Regions from separate parts of the Sus scrofa genome. Here all the other regions are linked to region 1. Evidence: chromatin contacts called from public Hi-C and promoter capture Hi-C data. All regions are on one chromosome and are shown on one strand. Each heading gives the region's core, a stretch centred on a gene start, on an enhancer-like site or on the middle of the called end of the contact. The rest is flanking DNA. Distances are from core to core; before and after follow the strand shown. Region 1 holds the start of LOC102159419. Region 2 holds the start of TSC22D1 (TSC22 domain family protein 1). Region 3 holds the start of GTF2F2 (general transcription factor IIF subunit 2).

The links. Promoter capture Hi-C pulls out the DNA fragments that hold promoters and counts their contacts. Hi-C and Micro-C count contacts between places; a contact is called where the count stands out from the background.
Region 2: a promoter capture Hi-C map of liver shows a contact between it and region 1, with 6 times the contacts expected there. The contact joins the promoter of TSC22D1 here to the promoter of LOC102159419 in region 1. A contact is called at or near these places in 2 of 5 promoter capture datasets (fetal skeletal muscle and liver), 4 of 47 Hi-C or Micro-C datasets (embryonic fibroblasts, heart right ventricle, liver and 1 more) and 2 of 2 datasets of contacts at active chromatin or transcription factors (alveolar macrophages and skeletal muscle).
Region 3: a contact with region 1 is called in a Hi-C map of skeletal muscle, with 5 times the contacts expected there. The contact joins the promoter of GTF2F2 here to the promoter of LOC102159419 in region 1. A contact is called at or near these places in 2 of 47 Hi-C or Micro-C datasets (heart right ventricle and skeletal muscle).

What each region holds. Positions count from the first base shown.
Region 1 is chr11:22,322,084-22,327,130 of Sscrofa11.1, forward strand. LOC102159419 reads right to left here and starts at 2,763. Exons shown (of 3, transcript XM_021065393.1): 1 at 2,617-2,763; 2 at 1,455-2,515. The coding sequence starts at 2,763. The coding sequence ends at 1,802. It overlaps TRNAE-UUC (a tRNA gene), which reads left to right and starts at 2,756; the gene lies at 2,756-2,827.
Region 2 is chr11:22,516,893-22,521,939 of Sscrofa11.1, forward strand. It overlaps TSC22D1 (TSC22 domain family protein 1), which reads left to right and starts at 1,900. Exons shown (of 3, transcript XM_021065612.1): 1 at 1,900-5,047. The coding sequence starts at 3,181. It overlaps LOC100523690 (atherin-like), which reads right to left and starts at 2,987. Exons shown (of 4, transcript XM_021065395.1): 1 at 2,031-2,987. The coding sequence starts at 2,987.
Region 3 is chr11:22,142,474-22,147,520 of Sscrofa11.1, forward strand. It overlaps GTF2F2 (general transcription factor IIF subunit 2), which reads right to left and starts at 2,448. Exons shown (of 8, transcript NM_001243628.1): 1 at 2,224-2,448. The coding sequence starts at 2,289.

The DNA of each region.
Region 1 (5,047 bases), core at 1,513-4,012:
TGGCTCAGCAGTAACGAATCTGACTAGTATCTGTGAGGACCCCGGTTCAATCCCTGGTCTCGCTCAGCAGATTAAGGATCAGGCGTTGCTGTGAGCTGTGGTGTAGGTCACAGATGCAGCTTGGATCCAGCGTTGCTATGGATCCAGCTGCCTGCCTGCCTACACCACAGCCACAGCTCTGATTCCACCCCTAGCCTTGGGGAGCAGGGAACAGGGGGTGGACCCCACATTAGAGGCCACTGATGGCCTCCTGGGAGACCCTGTCCAAGGGGTCCAAGCAGGGAAGCCCCTGATGAACGCATAGAGAACCACTGAGAAAAAAGAGCCCTAAAACATGTTCAGGCCCAGAAAGCCAGAAACTGACTTCTGACAGTACCAGTCCAGTCCAGTCCAGTCAGAAGTTCCCATCCCCCTTTCTCTTGCCCTCCCTTACTCCAACCTTGGACGGCCTTGGAACTCTGAAGGGAGGAAGACCAAGATCAAAATGAGAAATGGATCACACCCCTCTATTGGGACAGCAGGGTAAATATTTAACCTGTGTTGCTAAATAGCATACTATTTTTTTTTTTTAGGGTCACACCCATGCCATATGGAAATACCCAGACTAGAGGTCAAATCAGAGCCACAGCTACCAGCCTAGGCCACAGCCACATCAATGCCAGATCTGAGCCAGAGTCTGCAACCTACACCACCGCTCACCGCAATGTGGGATCCTTAACCCACGGAGTGAGGCCAGGGATCAAACCTGCATCCTCTGAGTCACAATGAGAACTCCCAGAACACTTTTTTTTTTTTTTTTAACTGCAAAAAAGCCGTGCCTTGGAGTATCTGCCTATTTCTGGGGTGTAAATACTCTCCCAGCAAGGCCATCTCAGGCTACCAATGTGATGTCACCCAATATAGGGTTAGAAAGAGAAGCCTGCAGTTAGACAATGTGATCTGGTGGGAGCCCGATTCAGCTCACCGCTGTTCATAGCCTGAAGTGATACCCAAGATGGAGCAGTGGGGGAGAACCATCTGGAATGAAGATGGAATTGCTGAAAAGTGCATTGTCCTGGACTGTGCTTTATTATTTAAGGTGACCATAGGGTTTTCTGTTCCTGCTCAAATTCTCATCCATGCCAAGGAAAAAGAGGAACACATTTCGGTTTGGGAGACGAAAGAAAAGTTGCATTTTGGTTATATCCCAAGGATGGTGCCTGTCCAATGTATGGGTTACACCGGGAACTTTTGTCTTTAAAACTGGTAAGATACATTTTAAAAAGAATTACCAAGTGGAAATACAGAACTGAAAGGTATAGGTGAAATCTCGGCCCCCAGACCGAGAACCGCAGTCGTAGGATGTCCTCCAGAGAAAGGCAGCTGGCTCACTGATTAAAAAACAAACAAGTGAAACTGTTCAAAAATGCAAAGATAGTACAGGAAGTACCCGCCCAAACTCGAGTAAGACCTACCTCATACTATGAAGATTAAATGAGCAAACGAATGTGAACGTGTCTCATACACACAGTAGGTTTGCAGCCAGCAAGTTGTGGTCTTCCTCCAGAGCTTCGCGAAGTTTCAATGGTGTTGGCCTCTCCCTTAGGGGAGCTTGATTTGTGTGAATACATGTCGAAGTCGTTTCTATTTCAGGGCTTTTTCCACCCCTGCTCTCCTGTTGCCGAATGTCACACGGAGGCCTTAAGAGAACCTCAGTCAGGGGCAGATCGAGAACTTTCGAAGACCCTTGGGCAGGTGGGGCCAGAGGGGGGAGTAAAGGAGAACCAGAACCAGCTTTTAACCAGGCTCCAAAGGGTCCAGCTCAAGTGAAAACAACTTCTGTGTGGTTTAAGCCACCACGAGGACACCGGGACCAGAGCTCTCCCACGCGGGCTGGCCCAACAACTGGTTCTTTGCGCTTCCTAATCCCCGCAGCCGCCTCTAAGGCAGAAGCTGCGCCGGAGGGATGCTGCTTCCGGCCGCGGCCGGGCTGGGGAACCGCGGGGAACCTTCCATCAGTCATGCCTGCTGGCAGGGAGGGACATGCTCCAGTTCTTAAATCTACCTTCACAAACCACCTTCGTCTACTTTCAGGGACACAAAGCCCGCCTTTTGCCGTTGAGTCAACAGAACCTGGAAAGTTCCAGGCTTCCAGGCAGCCCTCGCTCCGGTTTCTTGAGGGCAAAGAGACACTCTCTGGGGACGGGATGGGGCCGGCATAGCGCGGCGAAGAGAGACAGACGCCCGGGCGCTGAGGACACCCAGGCTTTGAGGCCCAGTGGTCGGGGGCGCACAGCCGGCGCGTGGCCGGGCGCGCGGGTCTGCCCGAGGGCACAGAGGCGAGCCTGCTGCCCTCGGAGCCGCGGCCGGGAGGCTGGTCAGCGGCCGCCAGAGACCGGGCGCCCAGCCCACTGCGGTCTCTTTTCACGGCTCCACACGGCACTTGTTTCTTATTAATGAGTCTACATTCCAAACCCCCGTCCTTCGGTGCTCTGCCGGATTTCTTGTGAGGAATTGTGAATAATGACTCATCAGCCTACAGTCTACACCGGTGTATACGCGGTGTCTAGAATGAGGAGCCTGGAAGAGACCTGAAAAGACGCCAACGTGAGGAGAAAAAGAGATTCGACTCTTCACCTCAAGGCTCCACAGGATAACGCGGACCCGAGGCGTTCCCGCATGCGCAGAAGCGGGTCTGACACAGAGGGCTGGGCGGGGCAAGAGGCAATCAGGCGGAAGACTCAATCTGTCTAGATTGGCAGGCGTGTTCGTCGTCTCCCACATGGTCTAGCGGTTAGGATTCCTGGTTTTCACCCAGGCGGCCCGGGTTCGACTCCCGGTGTGGGAACGCCAGTACTTCCTTTTTGAAAAGTAACCAACAGCAACCCAACTCAAGTTCCTCTTAACTAGGGAAAGATTAGTCTTTTCGGTAAACGGTATAACCTCATTTTAGGGCAGCCAGGAGAGACTGAGGCTGAAGACTCAGGCTGTTCCCTGGATCCGGCATGGGCACACAGCCCACACAAACCCAGTCCGGTCCTGGAGCCGGAGAGGAGGAAGTTAACTTGGACTTGGACCGTGCCAGATTAGCTTTTGAAATGTTGCTTACATCTCAGGAGCCTTGAGCCAGCCATCCTGTGCTAAGATAAATGTTTCAGCTGATTTTTCTGCGTAATTTCTCTTTGTACTATGAATAGGAGCCAAACGACCAAAAAGTGCTCTTCTTTGAAAGAAAAAAGAAAAGACACATTGTAGGACATTGCAGGGCTTTTAAACTGCCGAAAGCCATCCGTTCCTTCGAGAACGACAGCAAGGTTTTTCTGAAAAGAAGTATTATTGAGGGCAAAGGAGGTCAGTGTACAATCTATTGGGTTTCACTAAACCAGTTATTGGGGGGGGCAGGGGGCAGGGAGGAAGAAAAGAAAATTAGGTTATTACAAATATTGAAGAGCGAGGCAATGGCAAAAAAACCACTTTCTTCTCACGCCCTAACATATTTATTTGACACATTCTGTTTTAAAAACGTCAAGAATTCATGATATGCTCAATAAGATCTCTAGAATTAGAAATCTTAGTACTGATGTGTGACCAGTTTCCAACTGTTTCCCAAATAAGTGCATCTTTTGCTGGCATAGTTTATCTCTCTTACCTCTCCAAACATTTGCCATTAGGGAAAACCTCCAGGCATTTAGAAGCCGCACTCTTTCCCATTGGTGTTGAACTGTTTGAAACTCCCCCAGTTTGTTCCCAGACTGCCATTAACACTGAGGAATGACTGTGAAAAAGACTTGGCATCCAAAGGACTTTGAAATTTCCTCTCTTTTTAAAGTCCTTCGGGATTTTAAGGGACAGAAAAATGTCATCCTTCATGAGAAAAATGCTAAGCTAAATAGATGCTTATTCAGAATTCCTAATACAGAGCTTGGAGCAGAAACTGATCATCAGCAGGTACTCTGCATTTATTGAATTGAGTGGGACAGGATTGATAGGAAAATTAAAAGCCTAATCACAATAATACTACTTATTGAGCACATGCTATGAACTAGGCTAAATGTTTTACATACCTTTTTAAATTCGATCTTTATTTTGTTATTAGATAATATTATTATGCCTCTATCAGCCAGGAGCCCAGTAGGAAACTGATGACATTCTTAGCAGAGTTTAATAACAGGACTATTTATGATTTAACCACAAAAAATTATGCAGTCCTCAGGGCTCCCGGGACTAAAATGAGGAAAGAGGAGTTCCCTGGTGGCCTACCTGTTAAAAATCTGATGTTGTCATTGCTCTGGCACTGGTTCTATCCCTGGCCCAGGAACTTCTGCACGTGGATGGGCAAGGCCAAAACAACAACAACAAAAATCCCCAAACTAAAATAAAATGAGCAAGGAGAGGAAGGGTAGTTGATGGACAAGGCTGCCACTTAGGAGCTATGTTTTTTGTTTGTTGTTTTAAAACTTTCTTTCATATGGCAAGTGAGTTCCATTCACGTGAAGGTTGTTAAATAAACTCATCCTATGTACTGTTCATTTCCATAAAATAGATTTGTGGCCTCACAAAATTTGACAAAAGTTTCTTTTGGATGCAAATGATACTTAAGAGCCCCAGAGCATGGTAGATACTTCTACAGACACGTACTTAATAAAAGGAAGAGCTTAACTTTGTGGGGAGGTGGTTGCTTGCATTATATTTGTCATTTTTACTGCCTCGTATTTTACAAAACGTTTTTCCATAATTTTTATTAATCATCTTTATAATCAGTCTAGAGTCATACACTGAACTGCAAATGCCCTTTGCAGCCATTTAATGGAACCCCTCATTTTACTCATGAAGCATTGGTTCTGGATTTTATGCCTCTGATTCCCTAGTATTGGCCTTTAGATTGTATCCCCTCCCTACCCTTTTTATTTTTATTTTATTTTTTTGTCTTTTTTTAGAGCCTATGGGGCGTATGGAAATTCCCAGGCTAGGGGTCGAAGCAGAGCTGCAGCTGCCTGCCTACACCATAGGTGCAGGAGCGATAGATCTGTTCCAAGAACACATCTGTAATCAACGCCACCCTGGATCC
Region 2 (5,047 bases), core at 650-3,149, 190 kb after region 1:
GAACCAGCTGTGTTACTTGCAACAAAAGCTATTGTAGTATTAAAAAGAGAAATGATTATTTGTGTAAAATACACAAATGGCCAGTTATGTAAAAAAAAAAAAAATCCATGTATGAATTCATGAATATCATAAAACAAGTTCGATCTTTTCAAATGTATTTGATTTTTACCACCATATCACTTGCAATGTTTTGAACACCTACTTTATACCTAGCCCGGAGCTCCACACTAAAAACACCTACTCCTCCTTTTGGGTTTAGTTCTGGGAGTCCCCTGCCACAAAAGATCAAAATTTTGATACAGGCTATACAAGGATGTTGAGGATGTGTTTTTATATAAGAATATAACAACAGTGATACTCCTAACCTTTGGGGGATGGAATGAGGGGAAAAGTTGAGAGAAACCTAAAGGTAACATGTTGAATCACCAATGAGGCGTCTATGGAAACCCTGCCGTCTACTTTTTACCAAGCTCCTGAAACAGGACTGTAGATCCGTTAGTCTGTGAGATTTAATGAATCAGAGGTCTAACCCTAAACGTTTAGTTCCTCAACAACCTAAGTAGAAAAAAAAAACCTTTCTCTCTAAGGTTTTCCACATTACTTTGCTGTGTTTTAATTCCTGGGCGAGATGTACGGCTCTCAGTAGTAAAAACTGCTTAGAACTAGAATGTTTTGACATGTAATGCCAGGGAAGCAACTTCCAGTAAATTGCCTCCAATCAAAGCTAACATTGCTTCTGTAGAACTATGCTCGGACCCATGCAGGATTTTGTTTTTATTTTGTTTATGTTTTTAAACTTGAATCGCAGATGGTTTTCTTTCTTTTCTACCTCTAAAAGGTAGTATTCATTTATCACAGCACTTGTATTGCCACAAAGACTAGGCCACTTTGTCTTTTAGGTCAAACCTGCAGGGGCTACAGCCTGGACAATTAAACTAGAAGATATCCCGGTTGGAGGTAAGCTCCACCTGTTGAGATCGGTTATTTACTAGGCTGGGCTGCTGCATCCCTCCAGGAAACAATGGCTTGCAAACGCTCCCCTCTCTAGAGAAGAGCCTAGGCATTTAACTGCAAACAGCTGCAACATCTGCCCGGCTGGCTCGTCCCTGCCCGTCGAAGGACGAGGGGACCGCACGGCAGCAGCAACTGCACCGCACAAAAGGGAGCGCCTATCCTGAGGAGCCACCGGCCTTCCGCGACCCCGCAGCACCAGGCTGGGGCATCCTCCGAGGGGGCGAGGGCGGCGAGGGCCGGGGGCGAGCCCAGGTGTGGCGAAGGGGAGGAGGGCTTCGCCACGCGCCGAAGAAGAAAGCCTGACTCATGTCGTGGCGGCGGCGGACTCCTGGGAACTGAAACTCGTGATGCTGTTGCTGCGGAGAAAAGCCTCATTACCCATTCCGCAGGCGGGGGGACACCACCCAGGGCGCGTACACCCGAGACCCGGGGCTCCAGCGGCCTCCGCCAGCCCCTCCCCACCGCGCCCCCTCTCCTGCCGCGTGCCCGCGCGCGCGCGCCGGCCGCGTGTGAAAAAGGAGCGGACACACCTAACCTGCGCGCGCCCCGTACCCGGCCCCACCCCCATCAGGCAGAATCTCTCCGGCCGACCCGGATTCGCTCCCCCGGCCGAAACTCCCCACCCCCGCCGCCGGCGGCGGCTTCGGCGCCTCCGCCAGCCTTCGGCAATTTCCGCCGAGACACCCGGAGCTCGGAGAGGCCCGAAGACCCGCCGCCAGATCCGGCTTTATGGCTGCGGCCCTCGGGGCGCATGCGCAGACGCCATCTTCCCTCCTTCTCCTCAGCCTGCCCCCTCCCCCCGCCACCGCCACCGCCTCCTCTCGCCGGCGGTCGCCCCTCCTCCTTCTGCGCTCGGGCGCTGGTCCCTCCTCTGCCGATGCCGCGAGAGACTCGCGGATACGGTGGAGCCGGAGAAGAGCACTAGTAACAACCACCGCAGCCCCCTCCCCGCCCGCCGCCCTCCCTCGGCAGCCACCCACTCACCCGCCCTGTTCGCCGACACCGACCAACCCCACCTCTCGTTCCTTTGAACGGCGTCGGCTGCAGTCGCTGCACCAGCCTGTCTGGCCACCAACGCCGCCGAGAAAGGAGTCGTCGCCGCTGCCTGCGGCCCCCTCCTGCCTGGGCCGCGGGAGCAGCGGGGTGAGGACGAGCCGGCTGCGGAGGAAGAGGACGAGAAGCGGCTCGCACCGTCGGCGCTTAGCGCACGTCCCGCCGCCCTTCGGGGAGGCTCGGGCGCCGGCCCCTTCCTCCCCCAGGACGTGTGCCGAGCCGAGGCGCCTGCCCGGAGGGAGGAAAATGCTCGGGCTCCATGGCTGCCAGTGATGGAGCGGTCCCTGGGCTCCCGCTGCCACCGCCGCCGCCGCGCCCCTGCCGTGCTCCGCGAGGACCCGGCGTCTCTGCGCGCCCGCCCGCGCCTCGTTGCTGGGCTCACCGTACCGGGCGCCCCGCCGCCGCCCCGCTCCGAGCCTCGCCGCGCCGGCCCCAGCCGCGGCCAGCGTTTCCTCAGGGAGCAGCAGCCGCCGCGAGCCCAGGGGGTTTGAAAGGGTCCGCGGGGCGTGGGGGGAGGGCCGAGCGGGGCCGGCGGGGCTGGGAGGGGAGGTTTGAGCGACACTGAGCTCGGGGCTCGCCGGCGGCGGCGGCGCTGGGGGTGGCGAGGGGAAGGCGACACTCGCTCGGCGCTGCCTTCGTGCAGAGCCACCGGGAGGGTTTTGCAGCGGCCGCCGCCGCCGCTGCGGCGGGAGGAGGGGTGGAGGTGGCTTCGGAGTTGTCCGGAGAAGGTGGGCATTTCTCGGCTTTCCCGCCCCCTCCCCTAGCCTCCCCCCTCCCTTGCTCTCCCCCTCCCTCCCGCCCCGCACCCCACGTGAAGCGGAATATAAAGGGGGGTGTGAGGCTAGAGGGGAAAGTGAATGGTGAAGGGCTGAAGGGGTACCCCCTTCGGGTCCTCGGCCGCCCTGTTCACCCTCGTTCATCCTCCCTTCCCGAAGCTCGCCCTCGAAGGCAGCAGCGGCCGGCGCCCTCGGCTGAGGAGGAGTAGGAGGAGAAGGAGGAATCGCGCCGGGTGGAGCATCAGGTCCCGTTTTCCTCCCCGGGCGTCTTGAACACAAAGATTACGGTGCAGAAGGAAATTGCTCGCGCCTCCTCCGCCCCCCGGTCCCCAACACAATGCACCAGCCGCCCGAGTCCACCGCCGCCGCGGCCGCGGCCGCTGCAGACATTAGTGCTAGGAAGATGGCGCACCCGGCAATGTTCCCTCGAAGGGGCAGTGGCGGTGGCAGCGCCTCTGCTCTCAGTGCAGCAGGTACCGGCGTTGGTAGTAGTGCCCCATCTTCCGAGGATTTTCCGCCTCCGTCGCTGCTCCAGCCGCCACCTCCTGTAGCATCTTCTCTGTCGGGACCACAGCCTCCGCCTCCACAAAGCCTGAACCTCCTTTCGCAGGCTCAGCTGCAGGCACAGCCTCTTGCACCAGGCGGAACCCAGATGAAAAAGAAAAGTGGCTTCCAGATAACTAGCGTGACCCCGGCTCAGATCTCCGCCAGCATCAGCTCTAACAACAGCATCGCAGAGGACACCGAGAGCTACGATGATCTGGATGAATCGCACACGGAAGATCTGTCTTCTTCCGAGATCCTTGATGTGTCACTTTCCAGGGCTACTGACTTAGGGGAGCCCGAACGCAGCTCCTCGGAAGAGACGCTCAATAACTTCCAGGAAGCCGAGACCCCTGGGGCCGTCTCTCCCAACCAGCCCCACCTTCCTCAGCCTCATTTGCCTTCCCTTCCACAACAGAATGTTGTGATCAATGGGAATGCTCATCCACACCCCCTCCATCACCACCATCACATTCACCATGGGCACCACCTCCACCACGGGCACCACCATCCATCCCATGCCGGTGTGACTAGTACATCCATTCCCGGAGGGCCACCCTCAAGTCCCGGATCCAGAAAACTCTCGACAACTGGAAGCTCTGACACTGTTATGCCCGCTGCTCCAACTTCTGCTGTATCATCGGGTGGCTCGCCTGCCCCCGTCATGCCTAGTATCCGAGCTTCGAGTACGACGGGCAGTATAGGTATCAATTCTGTCCCTGGCACTAGTGCGATGAATAACGTTAACCTTGCTGCCGTGGGTAGTTTTAATCCCAGCGTGACCAGCAGCATGCTTGGTAACGCTAATGTCAGTGCCAGCGGTATTCCCAGTGCTGCTGGCGTGAGTGTGGGGCCTATAGCGAGCGGTGGTGTCAACGTGAATCTCCTGAGCGGCATGGGCAATGGTACTCTTTCTTCCTCCGCTGCGGTGAACAGCGCTGCCAGCGCCGCTGCGGGGGTGACGGTGGGCTCGAGTCAGCAGCAGCAACCCGCAGTGAACACGTCGAGGTTCCGAGTGGTAAAGTTAGACTCTAGTTCGGAGCCTTTTAAAAAAGGCAGATGGACTTGCACCGAGTTCTACGAGAAGGAAAACGCCGGCCCTCCTGCCGAAGGGGTGGTGATAAACAAAGCGGTGGAAACTGTAAAACAAAACCCGCCTGAGGTGACCTCCGAGAGGGAGAGCACGAGTGGGAGCTCAGTGAGCAGCAGCGTCAGCACCCTGAGTCACTACACGGACAGCGTGGGGAGCGGCGAGATGGGGGCCCCAGCTGTGGTGCAGCTGCAGCAGCCGCCGCCGCCGCCACCACCAGCGGCCCTTCAAGCTGTGGCCCTTCCGCCGATGGACTTCGGCAGCAGCGTGGGCGCCCAGAGCCTCCCAGCGGGTAGCGTACCGCCTAGTGTTTCCCAACCCCAGGTCTCGCAAGTGCAGTTACAGCCTCCGCCTCCAGAACTGAGCTATCAGCAGAAGCAGGGTCTCCAGCCAGTACCTGTGCAGGCCGCTCTCCCCGCTGCGCCTGGTGTCCAGCCAACACCTGTTGGTGTGGTGGGCGTAACTCCAGCTTTGGGTCAGCAGCCCTCCGTTTCCAGCCTGGCCCAGCCCCAACTGCCGTATTCTCCGGCGGCCCCTGCAGTGCAGGCTCCCCTTCCAGGCGCACCACCCC
Region 3 (5,047 bases), core at 1,198-3,697, 180 kb before region 1:
AAAGTTTGTCAAAGGACAAAAACTGGTTAAAAAAAAAAAAGAAAAAAAAAAGAAAAACTTCTTTCACACCCTGGAAAGATGCAGTAATTGCAAGCCTGTTATTTTCTTTGATATGTAAGTTTAGAAAAAGAAATACTACATGCCAAATTGATAGGAGGAAACAATGATATTGCAAGAAATAAACAAAACATTACAACTACCTTCACGAAACAGAACAAATCAATGGTTTGAGCTGAGGTGTTTTTAAAGTGGTAAAATGTAGTCTAATGGCCAAATATAACACTTAAATTTCTTAAGCTCATTTTCAATTCATTACATTCTTTCACATACTCCTTCACTCAGTCATCATATCCTGACAACTTTTTGCTGGAGAAATTTCCCTAACTTCTCAGACCTAACTATCAAATGCCTATGAGCCTGTGACAATTATCTAATTTTAACTAGTTATCTTCCCCTCAAGCTTTTTTTTTTTTTTCCTAAAACAATCATGTGCCTCCCTGTTTTACTTAAAACCCTCCAAAAGGTCCCTCACTTCTGGTAGAGCTAAGACATCTCCATCTCCCAGTGTGACATTATGAGTATATGGTCCCAATCCTCTCCTCCAGGCGCAGTGATCTCTGTTTTCCAGGACACACCATCTTACTGGGCATTTTCACTCCTGGATTTTGGTTCCACTCGCCATGGTATACTACAGAGATACCATGGGTGGCCTCGGTTCAACGAACCAACTCTCTGGAAGGCAAACACCAAATTTGTTGAGCATTTTATGGTGCTCCAAGCCCGAACACATCATCTCAAGCTTCACCATTTTTTTAAGCTCTAAGTCTCCAACAGACATCTCCTCCCTAATGATTCCCCTCCACCTGGTAGGCAGGAGAAAAGAGACACTTACTCCATCAGTTTACATGGTACTGATATAGCTGTGACAGGTCAAATGAATGCCAGAGCCTAAAGCTAGGCTTGAGGAGTTCCCTCATTCATTCATCACGTATCTACTGAACTATTACTATGTGTCAAATACAATTCTGGGTGTGACAGGCAAGGATCCTAGTCTCCTGAAATGGTACTGTGTGTGTGCTAATCAAAGGGAGGTAAACAACACTGAACACAGACACACTTAAGACTCTGACAAGTGCTCTGAAGACTATAACACAGGTTTAATATGCTGGTGAATAAAAGAGATTTAAGACAGATAAACAGGAAGGGCCGCTCACATTTAACTGATGAGAACTCAGTCATGTGATCAAAGTCTAAAAAAATTTAGGAGTTCCTTCTGTGGCAGAACAGGATCGGTGGCATCCTGGGAGTGCTGGGAAGCAGGTTCGATCCCAGGCCCAGCACAGTGGGTTAGGGAGCCAGCATTGCTTCAGCTGCGGTTCAGGTTGCAACTGCAATTCGGATCTGATTCCTGGAACTCCATACGCCGCGGGGTGGCCAAAAATGAAAATAAGTAAAAAGTAAAATAAATGAATACATTTAACAAACCAAAGATTTCCCTACATCTCATTTCAGTTTCAAAGACTGTCATCATCACACTTTGAACACACATGCCTTATGAAACCCTCCTAAGAGACAACACTCTCCAATATGCAAAAGTAAAGTACAAATACTTTGCTAAGGGCTAAGTGCTCTCTTTACAAAAAAAAATAATTGACAATTAGTTTTTAGGAGATCCAGTTGTACTCTAAAAGAACTCTCCAGTCCATGGCCTCTTCTTCCTTGAATTCAGAGCTCTCTCAGCTCTCCTGAGAACTCCACAACAGCCATCAACCTAAAAGAACACTTTAGGGGTACGCAGGGGTCAGTTCTACCCAATGGCTGCAAAAAAAAACTGTACAAGAAGCAGACACCCAACTTCCTTACACAGACTGATAACTAAAATCAGTTTCACCAAGAAAAGACGCAGAAATTCTTCAGTATAGGGTAAAAAATACATCGGTCACATTGAGGGAACATCAAGATAGGGTCCCGAAAAAAACAGGTTATGGGGAAAGGAGATCCATCACAAGCAGGTTCAGACTCCTAATTGGCTAAAAGGTATCGGGCGTCCCTCAACTAATTTCCTTGTCTGCAAACGAGCGTAACAAGGAATCCTGCCTCTCAATAAGCGAAGATCTAACGAGACGACCGTAAAGAAGTTTAAAAGGTACACGGCGTGGGACAGTCTCAAGTCACTTCAACTACTTTAAGGAGGAGCACAAGCAGGAGCCGCGCAAACCTTACCTTGACCAGCCACACTCCAGTGTTCTGTTTGGCGCCCGTGAGGTCGAGTTCCCCGCGCTCAGCCATGGGTCTGTCGCCAGCGGAGGCGTACAAACCTGAGCAGCGGCCCCGGGAGCTGGGTGAACTGCGGGGCGAACGACCGGAGCACAGGGAAGGCCGCGAATGGGAAGCGGTGCAGAGTCGGCGTCCACCGACCGACCGGGATGCCGGGAGCCCCAGGAAAAGAGGAACACGCCGCCAGGAGTCGAGAATTGCGCATGCGCGCCGCTACCGTCACTACGGCGCGCTGCTGCGGACAAATTTCCTGAGAGGGCGCCTGCTTGAGTGGGCGTGGCTACTGCTGCTGCTGCTGCTGCTGTTGGCTGTGCCAGAGTGTTTAAAACACAGGAAAGGATGGGCGGAAACGTCAACAATACAGATCAGTAAAGATCACGTCAGTGTAACTGAAAATGGAAGGTGTCAAAACAGAAAAATGGAGTTCAGAGAGACAAAGGCTGTCAGTATATGTCCAACCCTGGCCATGGTGAGAGAGACAGCATTTGGAGGCCAGGGTAGTAATAAAGTGAATTAGCACAGCGGTCTCAATTGAAAGGCTACCCTGCGCACCTCCATTTAAACAAGCAGAGCACAACCCCTTCAGACTCCAAAACCCAAAGCCCTGTGATTAGATCAATGACAAGGGACATGTAACAGACAAATCTGATTGTTACACTCCCCTGCTTAAAGAGTCTTGCCTCTAGAACAAAATTCAATCCTCTCCACACAGGCCCTGTCAGTTTCATCCCTGCCACTCAATTCACCAGACATCCAACCACACTTAACCCATCAGACCTCTCCAGACACATCAGCATGCTCCTCAATTATTTCAGGGCCTCTATACACTGGATTCCCTTTACTCAGATGCCCTCTTCTTCCTTTACCCTTATTCTCACCCTTGAATTCTGATTGGCAGACTCCTACTTAGGTGTCAAGACTAATGGAAATCTCACTGCCTCTGAGAGCTTTTATCAACTCCCCCAGAGGAAGTTCATTTTCCTTCACATCAGAAAGAAGGGTGTGATACTTACCACAATGCACTATTATATACATGTTTACATGCTGCCTTTGCTTTCTAGACTCTGAGCTCATCCTAGGCAGATAAAGTGTTTTATTCATTTTTTATTAACAGCATCTAACACAGTGCTGACACCTTGTCAGATTTCAATAGGCTTTGGCTGCTGAATGAACATTTGCTGGAAGAAACAAACAGTAAGATATTGTAAGAATGGCCCAAAAAAAATGTGCTGAATCCCTCATCAGAGTTATACACATAATTTAAAAAGTTCTGTGTCTGTGCAGCATAGGGCTGGGAAAAGCTGTCAAGTCTTTGAGATTAGCTGGGAAAACCAATAGGAAAAAAAGGGAGATCAGGCATGTATTGAAAGGGAAGATTGCATTCTTATGTCACAGCTTGGGAAACAGCCTCAAAACATATAAAGGACAAGTGGATAACGAGACTGCCTTAAGCTTTGATCAAATAGAAGGAATAAACTGAAATAGGAGACCATGAGAGAAGAGGATTAACATAGCCTAGATCACCCTAGTAATGAGCTTTAAAGTAAAACATAGGCATTGACCTATAGTTTATGGGAATCCTTAAAAGGTGTGTGTGTGTGTTTGTGTGTTTACAGGGGTTAAGAGAGAATAAATGACTAAAGAAGAAGGAACACCTAGAGAAGAAAAGAAAAAGTGAGGATATCAAAATGATTATATAAGGAAGAAGAAAAAAAGAGCAATTGATTGAGCACCCCATCCTCATACACTATAGAACAAAGAACACACTTCTCCTATCTGTCCTTTTCCAATCTCCTGCCAGCTTGAAGAGGATGCTTACAAGCTGTGAGAGAAAAAGAGGGCTCCATGAAGCAGACTCACAGGTTTACTCCGGACACCAGAATAACAGATATTGCAGCCAGATCCTTCACCCTCCCAAGGGCCTACTGTAGCCTGATATAGATAATTTGGGCCTGATCCAGCTTTATGTTCCTTCTGCCATGATCCCAAACCCTTAATATCCATCCTCACACAGTTCCCTGGATTTCTGCTCGTGGTCACTTAGGCAGATCCAGTGCAGATACTGTAGGTATCATTACTACCCAAACATGCCATCAGTGGTCTCTTTATCCTGGAAATAGAGTCATTAGCATCTGTTTTATTTATTTATTTTAATTAATTAATTAATTAATTAAACAAAGCGACAGTCATCAAAACCATATGGTCCTGGCACAAAGACAGACATATAGATCAGTGGAACAGGATAGAAAGTCCAGAATTAAACCCACACACCTACAGTCAACTCATCTATGACAAAGGAGGCAAGAATATACAACGGAGAAACAACAGCCCATTCAATGTGGTGCTGGGAAAACTGGACAGTCACATGGAAAAGAATGAAATTAGAACACCTCCTAATACCATACACAAAAATAAACTCAAAATGAATTAAAGACCTAGATATAAGACCAGATACTAAAAAAGTCTTAGAGGAAAACACAGGCAAAACACTGTCCAACGTAAATGACAGCAACATCTTCTCAGATCCACCTCTTAGAGTAATGACGGTAAAAACAAAAATAAACAAATGGAACTTGGTTAAACTTCAAAGTTTCTGCACAGCAAAGAAAACCCTAAACAAAACGAAAAGACACCCCACAGAATGGGAGAAAATCTTTGCAAATGATGCAACTGACAAGGGATTCATCTCCAAAATTTATAAATACCTTCTGCAGCTCAATATCAAAAAAACCGAACAACTCCATCAAAAAATGGGCAGAAGATCTAAACA